Regions from separate parts of the Macaca mulatta genome. Here region 1 is linked to region 2. A link is a contact called in public Hi-C data. All regions are on one chromosome and are shown on one strand. Each heading gives the region's core, a stretch centred on a gene start, on an enhancer-like site or on the middle of the called end of the contact. The rest is flanking DNA. Distances are from core to core; before and after follow the strand shown. Region 1 holds the start of CLP1 (cleavage factor polyribonucleotide kinase subunit 1). Region 2 overlaps CTNND1 (catenin delta 1).

Region 1 (4,672 bases), core at 1,641-4,140, 140 kb after region 2:
AAAATGACTTTTTTTTTTTGGAAATGGAGTCTCACTCTGTTGCCCAGGCTGGAGTGCAGTGATGCGATCTCAGCTCACTGCAACCTCCACCTCCCGGGTTCAAGTGATTCTCCTGCCTCAGCCTCCCGAACAGCTGGGATTACAGGCACTGGCCACCACGCCCGGCTAATTTTTGTATTTTCAGGAGAGATGAGGTTTTGGTTTCACCATGTTGGCCAGGCTGCTCTCCAACTCCTGACCTCAGGTGATCCACCTGCCTCAACCTCCCAGGTTGTGGGATTACAGGCATGAGCCACTGCACCCAGCCTGAAAAACTGACACTTTTAATGGCTGTAGTTTTGACAACATAACATGGATTTAATTTTTATGTTGCTGCTTCTACCTCCTGTATTATGCCGTAAGTAAAAATCTAACAAATTACTAAGAATAGATCCACAGAAATGTTTAACAATCTGAGACTGACTTATATTTGGAACTGCCTTTTCTGAAGTAATGCAGCAGAAATACCAGCTGAGAAAATGCAGTGTAAACTAGTAAACTTCCCCAGTTTCCTACCCTGATAGCAACCCTTCCCTCCACTTCACCTTTCTCTGGCTCTGACCTTATTATAAAGCTTGATGTTGGTGCCAGGAGTGGTGGAACCAAAATGATACACCAGAGGGGCCTGGATAGAGAAACCCTCTTCCACGTCTGCAGGTCGCTCAATGTAGAGGGCCCCCATGGTACCAGGGATGGACACAGAACCCTGGCCCACATCCAGCTCCACATAAGTGGGACGGCGGCCCAAACGCACTGCATAGTTGAGCAGAAGGCGACACACTGTAGACTTGCCCACATCAGTGGGGCCCACTACCATCACACGGGGACCTCGCTCTTCTTCCTTTTCCGCTTGCCTCCGCATCTGTTCCAAGGCTGTGTGAGTGTTGAGGTAAAGCAACATAGGAGTGTCCTTGGAGACATAAGCCACCTCAGTGCGGCCGCTCAGTTGCACAGAACAGCCATGCCAAGTGAAAACAGCCACCTTGGCACCAGCATCAAAGGTGAATTTCTTGTTTCGGGTCAGCTCTGTGCCAAAGATCTCTGCCATGCCAGTCAACAACTCCAACTGAACTGACTGAGATGCCTCCACCTCAAAGCGAAGTTCTGTTTCTCGCTCTAGTTCAAATTTAGTGGTTGGCTTCTTGTCATCATTAGCCTCTTCTCCCATCTCTTCTGTGTAGCTGCTGCGCCTAGAACACAAATTAAATATCAGACCCAATTGTAAGTCAGTCCTCTGTTACAAAAACATCCAATGGGGCCAGGTGTGGTGGCTCATGCCTGTAATCCCAGCACTTTGGGAAGCTGAGGTGGCTGGACCACTTGAGGTCAGGAGTTTAAGACTAGCCTGGCCAACATGGTGAACCCCGTCTCTACTAAACATACAAAAAAAAAAAAAAATTAGCCGAGCATGGTGGTGGGTGCCTGTAATCCTAGCTCTTTGGGATGCCAAGGCAGGAGAATCACTTGAACCCAGGTGGCAGAGGTTGCAGAGAGCCGAGATTGCACCACTGCACGCCAGCCTGGGCAACAGAGCAAGACTCCATCTCAAAAAAAAAAAAAAAAAGAAAAGAAATCATCCAATGGGCCAGGCACAGTGGCTTAGGCCTGTAATCCCAGCACTTTGGGGCACTGAGTTGGGCAGATCCCCTGAGCTCAAGAGTACAAGACCAGCCTGGGCAACATGGTGAAACCCCATCTCCACAAAAAATGCAAAAATTGGCCAGGCCTGGTGGCTCACGCCAGTAATCCTAGCACTTTGGGAGGCCAAGGCGGGCAGATCACCTGAGGTCACGAGTTCAAGACCCGCTTGGCCAACATGGTGAAATCTCGTCTTTACTAAAAAATACTAAAATTAGCCAGGCATGGTGGTGAGTGCCTGTTGTCCAAGCTACTCAGGAGACTGAGTCAGGAGAATCACTTGAACCTGGGAGGTGGAGGTTGCAGGGTTGCAGTGAGGCGAGATCGCACCACTGTACTCCCGCCTGGGCGACAGAGCTAGGCTCTGTCTCAAAACAAAACAAAACAAAACAAAAACATACAATGAATGTTTCCCCTTACCTTGCTTTAATTCTCTCCATATTTCTTATCACCATCTGTCTCACTATATATTATGTTTTCCCCGCCTTCCCATCCCAAAATGTAAGACTTGGGCATTTTTGTTTGCTACTGTATACTACTTAGAATAGAGCTTGACAGACTGTAGACACCTCAATACATTGCGTGAATTAATGTCTCAGACATCAGAGAAAAACCATACCTACAGATGGACAGAAGATTTAATTATATCACCCTCCATCACTCTATTGGTAAACTCCAGACTTGAGAAGGTAACAGATGCCCAGACCCCAATCATCTTAGTCAACAGGAAAGGGCGTCTGCAATACGGATGCAAAGCAAAGAACACCGGGTTTGAACTCAGAAAACAGCATAAGCCTCGGCTCTGTAACTACTAGTAGTGTCTTTAGACAATCACTTAACTTCTCTGAACCTTTGAAGCTGTCGACTGGAAAGCACTTACACTTCCTCAAATACAGTGTTGTTCTTGGTGTTTATAGGAATTGTGGGAGGAAAAAAAAGCACTTCGTAAACTAGAAAATGACAAGGAAACGATATGAATTATTTCTGATCCTGGACTGCAGCTCTAGGTTCAGCATTTGTCCCAACCTCCCCAGACACCAAAATCTCCCCGGACCACAAGGAGGCGACAGTCGCGTTCCTGCCCTTTTTTAACTCACCTGCGCAGCCAGGAGCCCAACAGGTAAACCCAGAAGGTCCTCCAGTGCAGAACTCAAACCAAACTACAAGCGGTTCTTGCCCAGACCCACGCCGGAAACAAACGCAGTTCCGCACTTGCGCTATGAAAGGACACGCGGTCGCACGCTGCCCTTTGGGACGTGTAGTTTGCCGGAACAGCCGAGAGCGGGTGCACTCGCTAAGCCGCTCGGCCTTCTGGGAGTTGTAGTCAAAGGATTGTTTTGAACTTGACGCCAAGGGTGGGAGGGGCGGCGGCCGTCATTATTCGTGAGGCCGGAGGGAGGGGTGAGGAGGCGTGGCGGTTGCGCCCCCGCGCTGGGCAGCGACAGGTCGAGGGACCTGGCTTCGGCAGTGCGCGTCCGCGGCGGGAATCTCGCCCCAGATTTCCTGCTCCCCTGCAGCGCAGGAAAGAGAAGGGAGGCCCGGAAGAGAGGGCGACTTACTGTCTAGGTCTAGGTCCCGCGACGGCCTGCTTGCCTGGACAAGCCACGAAGCACAAAATCCTGTTTGGGCAGGGGGAAACCTAGGGGTAGGGAAAGCGGAGGAAAGCAGCCCGACAGAGGTTGCACCGAGTAGTTGTCTCCCACCTTACACAGTGCTTGGCACATGGAAGGCATTTCAAAATTTTTTTCTTTAATAAAAGAATAAAAATCCGATGATTTCTTCCAGCTACAAGTCAGTCATTACCCAACAACCTCTCTCCCACTAAACGAGGATTTTTGTTGGCCACTCATTTCCCTCCATAAATCTCTGACAGTTACAGGTCAGTCATTTGCCCCTCAGCCAACAGGCTCCACCACGTCTATAATCCTCTTTTTACTAACTTGGGCTTTGGAATCTTACATTATTTGCTATACTGCTTACATCACTGTGTGACTTTGAGCAAATCACAGGCTTCATCTCTCTGAGATCCTTTTTTGTTTGTTTGTTTTTCTTTTTATTTTTGAGACAGCGTCTCACTCTCTCGCCCGGGCTGGAGTACAGTGCCGCGAACATGGCTCACTGCAGCCTCGACCTCCTGGGCTCAAGCATGACATCGTTTTTTGTCTGCAAAGTGGGGATAATAACAGTGCCCAACCTAAAGTTGTTTTGACGATTGCAGGAATGTGCCTGTAAAGTACTAAGTACGATGTCTGTAATACAGAAAAATCTGATGTCAGCTTTTACGTTTTTATTATAGGCTGGGGGGAAGGGACTATAATACCATTCATTCGTGCAATACTTAACATTTTTCAGATCCCTTTCAGGCATCTTCTTTCACAGCCGCCCTGTAAAGTCAGCTTTATTATATCCAATTTCAGATGGGGGAGGAGACTAAGATAGGTGCAGGGATTTGCCCAAACATTAACATAACTGAGTCCAGTTATGATAATAGTAAACATTTAAGCTGGGCGCGGTGGCTCACGCTTGCAATCCCAGCACTTTGGGAGGCCGAGACGGGCGGATCACCTGAGGTCAGGAGCTCGAGACCAGTCTGACCAACATGGTGAAACCCCATCTATACTAAAAATAGAAAAATTAGCTAGGCGTGGTGGCAGGCGCCTGTAATCCCAGCTACTGGGGAGGCTGAGGCAGGAGAATCGCTTGAACCCGGGAGGCAGAGGTTGCAGTGAACCGAGATCAAGTCACTGCACACCAGCCTAGGCAACAGAGCGAGGCTCTGTCTCAAAAAAACAAACATATTTATATACTTCTATATGCCAGATACTGGTCTATGGACTTTTCAGGTGTAAATTCATTTAATCATCGCCAGAATCCTATGCAGTAGGTACTGTAATTGTCATCTTCACTTTACACGTGAGTACTTTTTTCAGTCCTGCTCACGTAGTTAATTCATATTGAGGAGACTGGGAAGATTTTCTGGTTGGTTCGCCAGAAA
Region 2 (4,553 bases), core at 212-2,711:
CAGAAGTCTGAGAACAGTTCCTTAACCAAACAGGAAATTAGGCATTTACACACAGGAAACAACTGGCGGGTTAAGACCTTTAAATGCATTTCATATTTAAGCTTCTCCTTATCCTATTTTGGAAATTATAAAAGATGGATTGATAGAGAAAAACTAATAAAGGGCTTCCTGCTACATTATAGGAGGATCTGGGTTTGGTACTGATGAGGTATAAACTTGAAAAGTAATTTTCACAGTCATCCCAAGGTCATGTCTGCTACTCAACAAATGTGTTAGTGGTAAGATTCCATCCTCCAATTTCTAAAGACAGTACCTCCAGTTCTTTCAAAATTGAGCCTATTCACCAACATCACATTTGGGAAGCCCAGCCACTAGGAACAGAGAAAGCAATTGAAAGTAAGAAAAATCAAACCAGGAGACAATTCTTCCTGTTTCAGTACTACCAACAACCACTAGAGGGTGAGTCTGTCACACTATTATTTATTCATAACTACCAGGAAGAAAGAAACCCATTATCTGTGAGCTCATCTCTTCTGGCTCCCACAGGAGAGGAGAATCTATTGTGTGGAGCTCTCCAAATAAGCCGTTGTTTGTTCTACAAAACCACTCCCACTGTCACCAAATACTCAAAGTTGCCCTGAGCAGAAGGGCTGCCTCACAGGTATCAACATCAACTATGCAACAGTGATTCAGATGGACAAAGTATTTAGTAAAACATGACCAAGATGGTCTTAAAATAACACGGAAACAGGACCAGGCGTGGTGGCTCACATCTGTAATCCCAGCACTTTGGGAGGCTGAGGTGGGCGGATTACCTGAGGTCAGAAGTTCAAGACCAGCATAGCCAACATGGCAAAACCCTATCTCTACTAAAAATATAAAAATTAGCTGGGCGTGGTGGTGGGCACCTGTAATCCCAGCTACTTGGGAGGCTGAGGCAGGAGAATCACTTGAACCCAGGAGGTGGAGGTTGCAGTGAGCCAAGATCGCACCACTGCGCTCCAGCCTGGGCAACAGAGCAAGACTCCATCTCAAAAAACAAACAAACAAACAAACACAGAAACAAAATGAATAGCTTAGATAGCTAAGTTTTAAAAGTAGGCTATTGAGCAGTATGTTAAGATTCCCTTTTTGTAGAGGGAAAATAGGATACAGTTACATGTACAATAAAAAAACCTCAAAGGATATGCACCAAAATGTTAACAGTGGTTCTTTATTAATAGATGGTATGCTTTTCTGGGTTTTTCAGGCTCCGTATTGAACATGCTTAACCTCTATTATTAATATACAAAATTATAAGAACAATTACCATAACCAAAATTTCCAAATAACTCTATCTTATATCTTTTTCTATATAGAGGCAGTGGATTGGGCATTCTTTCCTCTGTTTTACAAGTAACAAAGCTGTGCCCAGGAAGACCAAATGACTTGCTTGAGGCTACTTAGCTAGTGGCAAAGGCACAACTAGAACCAAGGTCTCAGGGTTCAGTGCTTTTTCCACTAATCACTGCCTCACTGTTTAAGTTTGACCTCGTATTACTCTTCTAGCCTGGAACAGGAAGCAGCAAATATTCTTGCTAGTCAAGCAGGTTTCCAAGTCCATTGCTACCCTGGAACAAACCCAAGAACGGCCCAAAACTCTATGTGAACTAGCACAACTAGGGACGGCAGAGAATGACCTGGCCACCCACACCCATCTGGGTCCAATCACTCTTTACTAATGAGGAAGTCAGAAAAAGCAGACTTGCAGTAGAGCCAACACCCTGGACAGACTGCTTCAATGATGGCTGTTATCTACCACTGTTCTAGGTTGCACCAGCCGAGGTCTGGTGCTCCTGGAGGAATAAAAATGACTCACATGGGAGTTGGATTAGCTATCCAAGACACCTGAAAGGTGAGTGACTCAGTCTTAGATAATGGGGCCTCTACCCCTGGGCCCAGCCCTGTTCACTCTTAACCAAAGCTACCTAATATATGAAGAAAATTAGCACCAAGGCATTTGCTTTAAAAGGTCATGACCCCATATAGAGAAATTCAGCAACAGCTGCTAGGATATCCTTACCATCAAGACAACCATAAATCATCCCTTCTTTTTTTTTTTTTTTTTTTTTTTGAGACGGAGTCTCACGCTGTTGCCCAGGCTGGAGTGCAGTGGCGTGATCTCGGCTCACTGCAAGCTCCGCCTCCCGGGTTCCCGCCATTCTCCTGCCTCAGCCTCCTGAGTAGCTGGGACTACAGGCGCCCGCCACCGTGCCCGGCTAATTTTTTGTATTTTTAGTAGAGACGGGGTTTCACTGTGGGCTCGATCTCCTGACCTTGTGATCCGCCCGCCTCGGCCTCCCAAAGTGCTGGGATTACAGGCTTGAGCCACCGCGCCCGGCATCCCTTGTTTCTTATCATTTCTCTTTGCGTGGAAAACACTGTTTCTAATTTATTCTGAAGCAGCATTGGCAGCCCATGGGCCAAACCTGTTTTTGTACACCCCCAGAATGCTTTTTATATTTTTAAAAGATTGTTTGAAAAAAAGAACAACAACATATGACAAAGATGATACATGGCCTGCAAAGCCTAAAATAGTTCTACATGGTCCTTTCCAGGGGTCTGTCGACCCCATTCTAAAGCATTCTCTCAAGGCAACAAGGCAAACCATATACCAGTCCAAACATCAATCACTCCTTTTTTCACATCACCAAAGAAATCTCCAGGGACAAGTAGTAAAGTCAGAGTAGGCAGCTGCTTAGTGACCTTTCAGAGTGTTGCTAACGTACCCCCCAACCCCCACTCAAGGATGCCACCACAATTTCACTTTACAATCAAATAATAAGACCCTAAGCACAGAATGTCAAGGCCCTTGTGAGGTCAAAGTTTGTTTTTAACTTTGGGATTAAAAACACCACAAGAAAGTTCTTATATATATCCTTAACTGTCTCTTTTGGTCCTGTATTCCTAAAACCTTCAACTCTGTTTTGTTTTGTTTTGAGACAGTCTCACTCTGTTGCCCAGGCTGGAGTGCAGTGGCGGCATCTTGGCTCACTGCAGCCTCTGCCTCCCGGGTTCAAGTGATTCTCCTGCCTCAGCCTCCTGAGTAGCTGGGACTGCAGGCACGAGCCACCACACGCGGCTAATTTTTGTATTTTTAGTAGAGACAGGGTTTCACTATGTTAGCCAGGATGATCTTGATCTCCTGACCTCGTGATCTGCCCGCCTCAGCCTCCAAAAGTGCTGGGATTACAGGTGTGAACCACCATGCCCGACTGACTCTGTTCTTAATACCAAACCAGAAGCTAAATAGAAATTCCCAAGAAGAAGTGAGCAAGAATTCCATGGCCCCAGACATCAGAATCCTCTGCCTAACACCAAAAAGGGGTCACATCTTAGCCAGAAACAGCAAAAACTTGAGCATAGAAGCAGAAGCAAAATTCAGTCTTCAGGACACAGACTAATAACAATCACAAGTTGTTTTCTTTTTTTTTTGAGATGGAGTTTCGCTCTTGTTGCCCAGGCCGGAGTGCAATGGCACGATCTTGGCTCACCACAACCTCCGCCTCCCGGGTTTACATGATTCTCCTGCCTCAGCCTCCTGAGTAGCTGGGATTGCAGGCATGTGTCACCATGCTCAGCTAATTTTGTATTTTTAGTAAAGACGGGATTTCTCCATGTTGGTCAGGCTGGTCTTGAACTCCAGACCTCAGGTGAGCCACCTACGTAGGTCTCCAAAAGCGCTGGGATTACAGGCATGAGCCACTGTGCCTGGCCCATATATTCAAATTATAGAAAACAACTTGTGGACCAGGCGTGGTGGCTCACGCCTGTAATCCCAGCACTTTTGGAGGCCAAGGCGGGTGGATCACCAGAGGTCAGGAGTTTGAGACCAGCCTGGCCAACAAGGTGAAACCGCATCTCTACTAAAAATATAAAAGTTAGCCGAGCGTCATGGTGCTTGCCTGTAGTCCCAGCAACTAGGGAGACTGAGACACAAGAAACACTTGAACCCAGGAAGTGGAGGTGGCAGTGAGCCAAGATGGCGCCACTGCACTCCAGCCTGGGTGAAAGAGGAAGACTCTGTCTCTAAAAAATAAAATTAGAAGTCCGGGCGCGGTGGCTCACACCTGTAATCCCAGCACTTTGGGAGGCTGAGGCGGGTGGATCACGAGGTCAGGAGATAGAGACCATCCTGGCTAACACGGTGAAACCCCATCTCTAATAAAAATGCAAAAAAAAAATTAGCCGGGCGTGGCGGTGGGCGCCTGTAGTCCCAGCTACTTGGGAGGCTGAGCCAGGAGAATGGCGTGAACCCGGGAGGCGGAGCTTGCAGTGAGCCGAGAACGCGCCACTGCACTCCAGCCTGGGCGACTGAGCGAGACTCCGTCTCAAAAAAATAAAAAATAAAAAATAAAAAATAAAATTAGAATATATTATTTTCATTTAAAAAATTATATATATAGTTATATTATACAGATATACATTTATATTTTATATATATAGCAAGTCAATACTAAGCCAAGTCAGAAAAGGGAAAAATGGGGTAGCCTTTCACCCCAAAAAAAAGCAGA

Evidence for each region. Hi-C and Micro-C count contacts between places; a contact is called where the count stands out from the background.
Region 1: a contact with region 2 is called in a Hi-C map of blood, with 2.9 times the contacts expected there. The contact joins the promoter of CLP1 here to the enhancer-like site in region 2. A contact is called at or near these places in 2 of 14 Hi-C or Micro-C datasets (CD4 T cells and blood).

What each region holds. Positions count from the first base shown.
Region 1 is chr14:15,737,138-15,741,809 of T2T-MMU8v2.0, forward strand. CLP1 (cleavage factor polyribonucleotide kinase subunit 1) reads right to left here and starts at 2,891. Exons shown (of 3, transcript NM_001194783.1): 1 at 2,775-2,891; 2 at 794-1,229. The coding sequence starts at 1,207.
Region 2 is chr14:15,593,695-15,598,247 of T2T-MMU8v2.0, forward strand. The region is part of intron 6 of CTNND1 (catenin delta 1); the gene reads right to left. Among named protein-coding and RNA genes, the nearest start is that of CTNND1, 39 kb to the right of the region's middle. Within about 2 kb of position 1,462, at least 16 of the 40 cell types and tissues checked have an H3K27ac peak or open chromatin away from gene starts, as enhancers often do. A contact at or near this core is called in blood, where this site is marked.